Linked DNA regions of Callithrix jacchus: region 1 is linked to region 2. The links are chromatin contacts, called in public Hi-C maps. All regions are on one chromosome and are shown on one strand. The core of a region is the stretch at or near the end of the contact, and the rest is flanking DNA. Distances in the headings are between cores, read along the strand shown.

What was found. A called contact is a pair of places that touch in the nucleus more often than the background predicts.
Region 1: a contact with region 2 is called in a Hi-C map of skeletal muscle, with 4 times the contacts expected there. The contact joins two enhancer-like sites. A contact is called at or near these places in 2 of 3 Hi-C or Micro-C datasets (induced pluripotent stem cells and skeletal muscle).

The regions. Positions count from the first base shown.
Region 1 is chrX:41,115,245-41,120,553 of calJac240_pri, forward strand. No RefSeq gene overlaps it. Among named protein-coding and RNA genes, the nearest start is that of BCOR, 90 kb to the left of the region's middle. Within about 2 kb of position 1,762, at least 8 of the 16 cell types and tissues checked have an H3K27ac peak or open chromatin away from gene starts, as enhancers often do. A contact at or near this core is called in skeletal muscle, where this site is marked.
Region 2 is chrX:40,941,951-40,947,426 of calJac240_pri, forward strand. All of the region lies in intron 1 of BCOR (BCL6 corepressor), which reads right to left. Among named protein-coding and RNA genes, the nearest start is that of BCOR, 84 kb to the right of the region's middle. Within about 2 kb of position 2,666, at least 5 of the 16 cell types and tissues checked have an H3K27ac peak or open chromatin away from gene starts, as enhancers often do. A contact at or near this core is called in skeletal muscle, where this site is marked.

The sequences.
Region 1 (5,309 bases), core at 512-3,011, 170 kb after region 2:
GGCATGGTATCATGTGCCTGTAGCCCCAGCTACTCAGGAGGCTGAGGCAGGAGAATTGCTTGAATCCGAGAGGCGGAAGTTGCAGTGAGGTGAGATCGTGCTACTGTCCTCCAGCCTGGGCAACAGAGTGAGACTCTGTCTCAAAAAAAAAAAAAAAAAAAAATTGCACTTTGGGAGGCCGAGGTGGGTGGATCACGAAGTCAAGAGATCGAGACCATCCTGGTCAACATGGTGAAACCCCGTCTCTACTAAAAATACAAAAAATTAGCTGGGCACGGTGGCGTGTGCCTGTAATCCCAGCTACTCAGGAGGCTGAGGCGGGAGAATTGCTTGAACCCAGGAGGCGGAGGTTGCGGTGAGCCGAGATCGTGCCATTGCACTCCAGCCTGGGTAACAAGAGGGAAACTCCGTCTCAAAAAAAAAAAAAAAAAAAAAATTAGCTGTGCGTGGTGATGTGCGCCTCTAATCGCAGCTGCTCAGGAGGCTGAGGCAGGAGAATCACTTGAACTCAGGAAGCGGAGATTGCAGTGAGTGGAGATTGTGCCACTGCACTCCAGCCTGGGCGACAAATCAAGGCTCGTCTCAAAAAAAAAAAAAGCACACTCTTTAATTCCTGACTCCTCCCAGTGAAATCTCCACAAGATTATTTACAAAACCTTTCCTTCCCCTCCGATCAGATTTGAAGAACAGGTGGACAAAAGGATCTTGCTTTCTGTGGTGAAGAATGTTCTCATGGCCGTGGCATTGGCCTCCTAAGTTAAGAGTTTCCACAGAAAACAACTGAGAGTATGTAAATTCTACAGGGACAGGCTGCTTGGGAAGAAGTTCAAAAGGCAAGGCTGGGCTTGAGGACTGGGCCACCCGTGCTGCAGGGCTCCGGGTGCAGAGAAAGGAGTGGAACGCAGAATTGGAGAGAGTGCGTGAAAGTAAAGGGGGCTCCTGGAAAGCCCCCCACCCTGTTCAGTGGACACAATGCTTCTGTCCCCTCGTAGATCCAAATCCCTCATCTCCCCGTCTCTCACCCTCTTGCTCTCTGCCATTCTATTTCCTACCACAAAATGGGGACCCTTTGTGGAGTGTGGAGCCGGGCAGGTGGCCCTGGGCGCCGCCAAGCTGGGTGGAATCTGGGCTGGGGTTGGCTGCCAGAACAATCCAGGCTCCACTCCAGTCCGTCAGGGGCTTGAGGCTGGGTGGGCGAGACAAATTGTTTCAATGGTTTTCAGGAGCCCTAATCAATTGCGAGGCAGAGCAAAGCCCTCTGGGGACAGATAAATCCAGCCCTGAGCTCGGTGCCCAGTTGGAGTTTCTGTGGTTTGAACTTTTGTGTGGTTTGGACAAGTTCGCCAGGCTTTGCTAGGGCGCTTTATTCTGTTTCCAAACTGCAGTAGAGGGAGGCAAACGGCCCTTGAACCCTACAAGCCACTCCTGAAATGCGATAGGTGGCCTGTCCTCTCTCCGGCATGGTCCCAAAGGCTCAGGGAAGAGAAGCCGGGCAGGTCCGGGCCATACCCCGCGTTCCTGGTTCCCGCTGGTGGCTCCGGGCGTAGACATTTCTAGAAACGCTTCCCCGCCTAAGGCTGGCTAGACCTTCGCGTTGGGGAGCTGAGCTGCTGCAGGTTTGATTGTCTGCTCCTGCTTCAAAACTAGAAAGACGAATTCCCACTTTTGGATTCCATCTTCTGCCGCGGACGCCTCCAGGACGCACAGCCGCCCTGCGCGGAGGAAGCCCGGGACGCTGGGGACACCGCCTGGAGCCTCCGCGCATAGCATCGGGGCGTTTTTTCCTTCCAGCTGGAGGCTTCCCATTTAACCTCTAAGGTGCCAGAAGATCCGGATCGCTCGCGGGCAGGCCTTTGGCTGGCTCCGGGCGAGGCTGGGACCCCAGACCCGCGTGCCGCTGGCAGGCACCTGGCGCGCAGATGTCTGGGGCGCTGTGCGCTGGAGAGAAAGTCTGCCCAGCGAGGTGGACGGACGCTGGGCCTGCGGGGACCCATCTGACAACGCCCGGTCCCCAGGGAAGCCTGTGCGAACCTGCGGGGGGCCAGGGTAAAATAGAACCAGGAACATGTGTTGCTTGGGAGGGAAGCCGGGGCGCATGGCTTGTCTCAGTAGTGCTGGCACTCTCCAGGGACCTTCCTGCTTCCACAGAAGGTGGGGACGGGGAGGCGAGCATGGAGAGAGAGAAAGGGAAGTGGGAAGAAATTGGTCACGGAGGAAGCTATTTTTATGCTTTGCTACAGCTGCGTGCGTTTTTCTGACCAGCTAGGCAGCGAAAATTAGACCGGCTTGGGCTGAAAACAGGCCCTAAACTTCACGGGGGGGTGAGGGTAGTGGGACACGCGCAGGAAAGGGGAGGAGAAGGGGAAATCCCCATGGATCTGGCAAACCCCAGTGTCCCAGAAGCTTTCACCGTGCAGAGAACAAGCCCCTCTGCCCTCCCCAGCTCCAGATGCCCCAACTTTTACCTTGGGTGTCAGAGGCATCCTCTCCACTCTGTGTGACATCTTGGGCATGACACAGCCAAGACTGGGAGTTAGTTCATCAGGGTCTTCTGCTTTTAGGCCTCGGAGGACCTTATCCCCTTTGGAAGGGGTGCCAGACCTCCTGGGTGGCCTCCGGCACCACTAAGTCGCTCGGGCACCTGGAGAAATGGCAAAGGTCCCAAACAGGAAACCAAGATTGGAAGTGAGGGCCCTAGAATTAGAATCTTTTGGGGTCTATGATTGTCTAGGTCAGCAGTTCCCAAAGTGTGGTCTGAGGATCCCTGCGGTTCCCTGAGCCCTTTTCAGACTGTTCTTTTCTAACTGCAAAGCTCCATTAGGCTGGATTTTCTTCAACAAAAACAACATATCACAACACAGTGGGTGCCCAAGCCACTATGAGGAAGCAGCTGTCTTCGATTAGGCCAGATATTGAAGAGGTTTGCAAAAACGTAAAACGATGCCTCTTTTCTCCTGAAACTTGTTTGTCGGTTTGTTTTGGAAAATAGGGTTATTTTAAAATAAAATTGTGCTATTGACGTTACCATGCATTTTATCCATCGCTGTGTAACAAGTTACCCCCAAAATGTAATGGCTGAAAACAACAGACATTTATTATCTCACACGGTTTCTGTAGGTCAGGAATCTGGGAGCAACTTAGCTGGGTGGTTCTGGCTCAGGTCTTTTAGGAGACTAATCAGGGTGTGTTCCAGGGGTGCGATCTTCTGAGGCTCAGCCAGGGAAAAATCCACGTCCAGGTTCACTCATGCGGCTGCTGGCAGGCCTGGTTTTTTGCTACAAGGGCCTGTCCACAGGGCTGCCTCGTGACAAGGCAGCTGGCTCCTCCTAGAGAGAGAAAAGAGGGCACCCAAGACAGAAGGCACAGTCTTTTTATAATCTAATTTTGGAAGCCACCTTCCTATAGGACAATAGATCTATTAGGAGTGAGTCTGTAAGTCCAGCTAGTGTTCAAGGGGAGGGAATTACTCAAGGGTGTGGGTGACAGAAGGTGGGAAATTACTGGGCATCGTCTTAGAGGCTGCCCACCACACGTGTAATATATTCATGATTGTTATTTTTAGATCAATCAATGTATAAATATTAAAAATGTTCCTGTTTTCATTTTTAATGTGGGAAATATTTATAAGACCAATATAGCCAAAAGCATTTTGGAGTCCTCGATAATAAATAAAAGTCTGGCCGGGCACAGTGACTCACGCCTGTAATCCTAGCACTTTGGGAGGCCAAGGTGGTCAGATCACAAGGTCAGGAGTTTGAGACCAGCCTGGCCAATGTGGTGAAACCCTGTCTCTACTAAAAATACAAAAATTATCCGGGCATGGTGGCGCCTGCCTGTAGTCCCAGCTACTAGGGAGGCTGAGGCAGGTCTCTTAGGAGACTAATCAGGGTGTGTTCCAGGGGTGCGATCTTCTGAGGCTCAGCCAGGGAAAAATCCACGTCCAGGTTCACTCATGCAGCTGCTGGCAGGGAGGCAGAAGTTGCAGTGAGCCGAGATTGTGCCACTGGCACTCCAGCCTGGGCGACAAAGCAAGTCTCAAAAAAATAAATAAATAAGTAAGTCAAGGAGTTGCAAGACCTAAAGGTTTGACAACTGCTGGTCTAGGTTTGTGGTATTTACAGGAGAAGTAAACGCGTCTATGTGGGGGCCAATCCATCCACCCATCTTCCACCCACTCATCTACCCATCTATCCATCCAACCATCCATCTATCTATACATCTATCCAACCATTCATCCCTCTCTCCCTCCCTCCCTTCATCCCTGTATCCATCCATCCACCTACTCAGCTATCCACCCATACGTGCAATCAAAATGTTCCAAATACTGGGCTAGGGCTGGTGCTTTACCAGTAAACAAGATCGCCAGTGATTGTCCTGGCGATATATCGTGTTAACAGATGATGCAATTAACAAATAAGATAAATTTTAAAACAGTAACTTCAAGTTGTGATAAATTGGGCCCCCAAAGCCTAGACCCTAGAGAAGCAGGCACTCTTGAATTGTCACCGTTTTGGGGGGCATCATCATAGGTGACCCACACTGGGGGTGGGGTGGGCCAGACTGCATGGTCCAGGGAGGAGGGAATATGTCTCAGCTGTGGCCAGGTAAATGTAAAGCACTGGTGAGCCAGAATAATCTGGGCAAGTCTGGGAGGAAATCATCCAGGTTTGTCCTGGAAGCTAGGGTACTGGTGACTGTGGGACTTAGGGTGAGAGGCCCTCAAATGGAAGATGCAACCCATATGAGTGGAATAACTGGGGCTACAGGCCCGTTCCACCACACCTGGCTAATTAAAAAAAATTTTTTTGTAGAGACTCAAGCTTCTCTCAAACTCCTGAGCTTAAGTATCCTCCCACCTTGGCCTCCTAAAGTATTGAGATTACAGGTGTGAGCCCCTGCTCTCCACCTGATAGCGTTTTGATAGGAGGAGGTAGGAGTAGTCTGGGGCAAAGATGGGCAGTGATCCCAGGCTGGCAACACAAGGAGGCCAGGCTGTGGGACAGGAGAAGCAGGGGTGAGTGGCTGAGATGGGAATAGAAGATAAATAACAAGTAGTGGCTGGGTGCAGTGCTCACGCCTATAATCCCAGCACTTTGGGAGGCCGAGGTGGGCATGTGGATCACTTGAGGTCAGGAGATCAAGACCATCCTACCCAACATGGTGAAACTCCGTCTCTATTAAAAATACAAAAATTAGCTGGGCATGGTGGCATGCGCCTGTAGTCCCAGCTACTTGGGAGGCTGAGGCAGGAGAATTGCTTGAACCTAGGAGGCAGAGGTTCAACCAGGGAGGATTGCACCATTGCACTC
Region 2 (5,476 bases), core at 1,416-3,915:
CCAGAGAAAGCCGTCGGGCAGGGCTGGAGACCAGTGGACGCCCCTGGCCAAGTGCGGCGCGACGAACGCGGCTCGGCTACCACCCGGGCAGCCGGGGGAGGTCATTTATTCCTGCCCCGGCGGCTTCTCCTGGCTCCACTGCCTAGGCCTCAGTAGCGCGTCCGGTTTTGCAAACAGACGGAATCCCGTCGGCCATAAACATTGGCAAAAGAAGCCGGGGCGGGCCAGTGCCAGCCCAGGCCTCCCCACCCTGCTCTGGGCGAGGTCCCCACCAGGTCCGTTCCAGAAGATGGGCGGGGGCACCGAGGCGAGAAGAAGGTTCTCTGCTGACCCGCAGCACTGCTTTCCTCCACCCCTCGGCGGCCCCCAGGCCGCGGGTGTGACCTCGGGGCCTAACAAAGGGCCGTGAGAGCTCCTTTCGGCCTCCGGCCGCCAGGAGAGGGGTGGGGCGCGGCGGCCGAGGTGGACCCACGAAGTTGCCCCGCCCCGCCTCTCCGGGTCCTCCGGGCCCGGTGCCCTCGAGGAAACCCCCGGGGTGCCATTCTCAGGGCTGCCCGCGGCTCCAGAGGACCATCCTGAGGCCTGCAAGCCTCCCGCCCAGTGCGGCGGGAGCCTGCCCTACTCGGACCCGCGCGGGCTCCACCCAAGTGCGGTCTTCCCAATAAAGCTGGAATTCCCGGCTGGGCTTAGACAAAGAGGGACCGCAGCAAATCGACGCCGCGGGCAAACCAAACCGTAGCCGGAGTTTACGTGCGCGTCTGGGGTCACCGAGGCGCCTGCTAATCCACCCAACACAGGCCGTCCCCGCCACGATCTCTTCCAGAAAAAAAAAATGAAAGCATACCTTCCTTTGATTCCTCCCAGAGGCCGCACGTCTTCCTGTTCTCCTTCCCAGCCCACAGAGGCCCTGTTCCACCTTAGCAGATTGGACCCCAACAGTGCAAGAGCCATTCCTCGTGATCACAAAGTGGAAAGCTACTTCCCGGGTGCCTATACGATCCAGCCACTCCAGGTCAGGAACTCAAAGTCTCTTCAGAAAGCCTCCTACCTGCTCATCACCAACCCGCTGCCCGCTCCACCTCACCCCTAGAAGGGAAAGAAACTATAACGAGAAGTAATCCTAGCTCACTGCACACCATCCACCCTTTAGGCTGCTAGCTTGGCCCTCAGTTTCCTTCAGGCCAAAGACACATTATTTCCCTGTGAATTAAGTGTGTGAATGTGGTGGTGTGGTCCACTCTTCCGTACCCAAGTCGGTCTCAGTCATTCGGCAGTAAAGTCTTCGGGAGGCCTGGAGGAGCGTTTGTCATTCAGCCTGTGTATCTAAGCATGGATGTATGCATATGAATGCTTTTTGTGTTTCCAAGTGACCCTCTTCACACCTTTAAATGGGCTATTGTCTCTGGAACGCAGTTACAGAAATTCTGCCCCAGTTTCCAGCTCAACGAAGTCTGGGATTTTTCTCTCCGAATTCTCGCTATACATCTCTGTATTTGCATACCCATGTTTACATTCCCCTCGGCCAGTTCTTTATCTCTTATGTATCTCTTGTTCCATTTGGGCATCGGAGCCCAAGTGTCTTGATTTGTCTCAGCACATGTCATTCAGGCGCACATCTTAATCTGAGCATTCCTACTACTGCCATTCTTCTGGCTTTGCCTATAAAGTGGCTCTTTCCTAGGCCAGACCAATATGGGTTTGCAGCTGAAATGTAAATAGAGGATCCCTTAAGACCACAAACTCTTAAAGGAAGGAGGAGACTGGAATGTTAGTAATGAGTTATTTATGGGTGGGTAACTCATCCACCCATTTCGAGCTCTAGAAAGAACTAGACAAATTTTTGCAGAAGTGTATTAAAATTTTAGACCTATTTAATAATAACCCCTAATATATGTATACAAATGATGGATCTCATAACACATCAGTGTCCAACTCCTCTTTGGAGGCCGTCTACTTGCACATCCCTAACTCCCCACAAGTTCATGGTTAAAAGTGTGTCTATATAGAGACAACTCAAAGACTCGTTGCTGTCTTCAACGCATACCTGTACATGGTGGCGGGGCACTTCAGGCTCAGATCCTCGGTCTGCAGTAGTCATGGTCAGAGGCCCCACCCACCTACAGCTCTGTGCAGACCTTCCCGTCCTTGAACACCCGCATGAATTCTCTTTGGGAACATTGAGTCTACATCTGTCTTCCAAAGTCAGTTCTTTAAGTGAGGGGGTTCATTGTGTGTGTTCACAGCTCCCGGACTGAGAACTACCTGGTCAAACTAGATCGTCTAGAAGCTGCGTTTGGTTTGTGGAAGAATCGAGCCCGATGCACCAGGATGTGACCGTGCACACACAAGAAGAGAAAGGAAAACCCTAGGCCCAGACTCACACCTCCTTCCCACCGAGAGCTACTCTGCCTTTAGGAATTTCTACTAGGCTCTTTGCTCCCCTTTCCCTATTACACTACCCCACCATGGCCTTCAAAGGGTTAAGAGAAACCCCCACAGCCTTTCCTCCACCCAGCACGCTGGGCCCGCAGGCTAGCTAGCTTACTCGCAGCTCACGGAGTCTGCTGCCGTCTCCGCGCCCCCCCACCCCCAGTCCTTCAGCCGAGAGGGAGCCTGCATGCCTGTCTAGACCGATCTATCACCGGCACACCAACAACACCCGCGAGAGCACGGAGACCCTGACGAGGTCCCCCGGCCCGCACGGTTCCCGCACGGTTCACGGCGGACAGAACCCAGGGAGCGTGACTGCGCCTGCGGGGTGTGGGTAGGGGACCCACAGGCGCTGGCCGCCCGGAGCGCACCACGGGTCCTCCCCGGCCCTGGCCCCCCGCGCTCCCACCAGCCCGGCTGCCGGGGCACAGTCACAGCTCCGCACACTGGGCAGTCCTATTTTTATCTTGTCTAATCCCAAACTGGGCGGGGAGCACAGGCGTCGTGCTTAGAGAACAAGAGATAGGCGAGGGAGGCGGGGAGGAGCAGCCAGGCAGCGACGCGAGCGGGAGCGAGTTAAAGACACAGTGGAGGCGACCGCCGGCAAGAAGAAAGAGCGGGCTGCACGGGCCTCGAGGCGCCGCACGCAACGCGCCGCCCCGCGAAGTTACACTCGCCTCCCCGCCGTCCCTCGCAACCGGCCCCTCCCCACTTCCCAGCGGCGCTTTCCGCGGCCGGGACGGCGGGGCCCCGGCCTGTGTGGGAGGCGGAGGGCCAGAACTGCCCTGCAAAGGGCTGGAGAGAATCGCTAATGAGCTGTGCAGCCCATTGATCCGGAGAACACTTCCTAATTAACTCTCAGTCACCTACTGGTGACAGCGCCTCAAAGGACAGCGCTGGGGCCAGCCGAGCCCCAGCACCAACTTGCCGGCCCGGCGCCTGGCGCCCGAAACCGCGTTCCCCTAAACACCCCAAGGCAATTGGCGTGCGTGGCAGTGTATACCCGCACACCGAAAGCCAGCCTCGGATTAAACCTGGACGGCATATTAATCATCGCCTCCCCTCGTTGCTCTACCCGCTAAAACCGTGCCCAAAATAAACACGAAAACCAACACTGCAAAACCCAGACCAGATAACAGGTCGAGGGTAGAGTGGGAAGAGTCGAGAAGCGAGCGTATTCCCTAAGTGTCCACGTACAGGAGTCTTTGAGGCTGACAATTTAAATGCCTTCCACGCAAGCAATTCTGTTGGCAAAACCGAACCCAACACTTCGTAAGGACTGACTTCGGCCCGCGGTGTCCGTTTCCAGTACCACAGGAAGTGTCAGATGGCTAGAAATACACCCAAGTCTGTCTGCACTCACCACCCACCACCCACCATCCTCTGGGGTGGGCCACTTCCTCCGCGTTTTTACTCCCAGGCCATTTTAAGGATCTTTCTCCAAGAGACTACCCCTAGAACCAAATACCACACTACCCCTCCCCTAGCCTCTTCTCAAAACGAAAAAAGTGGGGGGGGACACAGCTAAAACCCCGAGCTGTCTAGTCTAGACGCAGCAAGGCTGTGCGAATACCTATTTGAAGCGCGCTGGTTTCTTTTTAAGGTTTGTTTCTAAATACACATAACCCTCCTCCTTCCTTCTTCGCTCTTCCATTTCCCCCACCCCCACCCTCCAGACGCCGGAGGCGCGCGCCGTGGCGCGCGAGCACTCACAGCATCTAGCTGGAGATCGCGGACTTTCTGGAAAAGATTCATTAACAGCAAATTATGCCTCTCCCGGCCACGGCCTACACACGACGCCAGACTCGTCCGTCTCCGGGACCCCGGGACGTGCCCACTAGAGCGTGCGAGCGGCGGGAAGCCCGCCGGGACCACGGGTGCCTCCCGCCGCCCTACTCCGCACACGGCGCCCCAAGGCTCGTTCAATAAACACCAGGCGCTCGTCGCCGCCGCCGCGAGCCCCCGAGTTGTCGGAGGCACTGCAGAACAGCCGCCCGTCGGCTCCGAGCGCGGGTTCCGCGGCGCCTTGCCCTCCCCGCCTAGGCTGAGGATCGTGCCCCGGTACGCAAGTTCCTCTTCGCCTGGAGCCTCCGAGCCACACGTCCTCCGAGTGGGACCAACTTCCTCCCGCCGCAGATTTTCACACGCCCATCAGGGCTACCCACCAGACTCCCCATCGCCCAGCGGAGGGCCCGGGTCTCGCCTGCCCCCGCCCTCCCTCTGCGCCGCTGCCCCCGCAGAGGCACATTCTACACCCACCCCTGGGGGTTGAGAACTTAAAACTTACCCGGAACGTCGGGGAGAGAGAGGAGGGAGGAAGGGGGAGGGGGTCACAGATTTTAATCTTAAAAGAACATTTACAAAACAAAGCGTCTGACCTGGCTGGCGGGCGGGCCAAGTCGGAACCCCTGGCTCTCCTAGAATTCTTAGTAGTTTTTTTTTTTTTTTAAATCCATGTGATTCGCGCTTTGGGGCAAGCCGAGAAAAAACGAGACTCCCCTTCCGAGTTGCGCGGCAGCGACGGCAGGTCGAGCTCGGCTCGGCTGGAGGCACCCGCCACACACCCTCGCGCACGCACACGCCGTCGTTCCACTTGGAGGAACGACCGGCCCCGGAGAGGCGAGACAAGGCGGCGGCTGGGGTTTTTTACAGTTCTTTCCCGAGTCGAAAAAGAAAGCAGACGACAACCCGCCGCCCTCCCCTTCCTGCTCGCGAGCTAACGCCGAACCCAGCTTCCCAGCTTCCAGCCCACCTCCCCCCCCTCCGCCCGACTCGCGGCGCTCAGCGGCGACCGCGCTCCCGCGCACAGACACACACAGGCTGCAAACTTCCACTCCGCGAACTCCCTGCTCTCCTCCCGGCCCCCCCGGAGGCGCCAGGTCCCCAGCCGCGCCCCCTCCCTTCCCTGGTGCCCACGCGGGGCCGCTTAGGTTGGCTGCATTTTTAATAACTTATAGCTATGAAATAAAAACGAAAGCGACCAAAGCAGCCAAAGGGAAGCGCGAGGCAAAAGCTTCGCGAGGTAGGCGGCGGGCGGGGGCCCCGG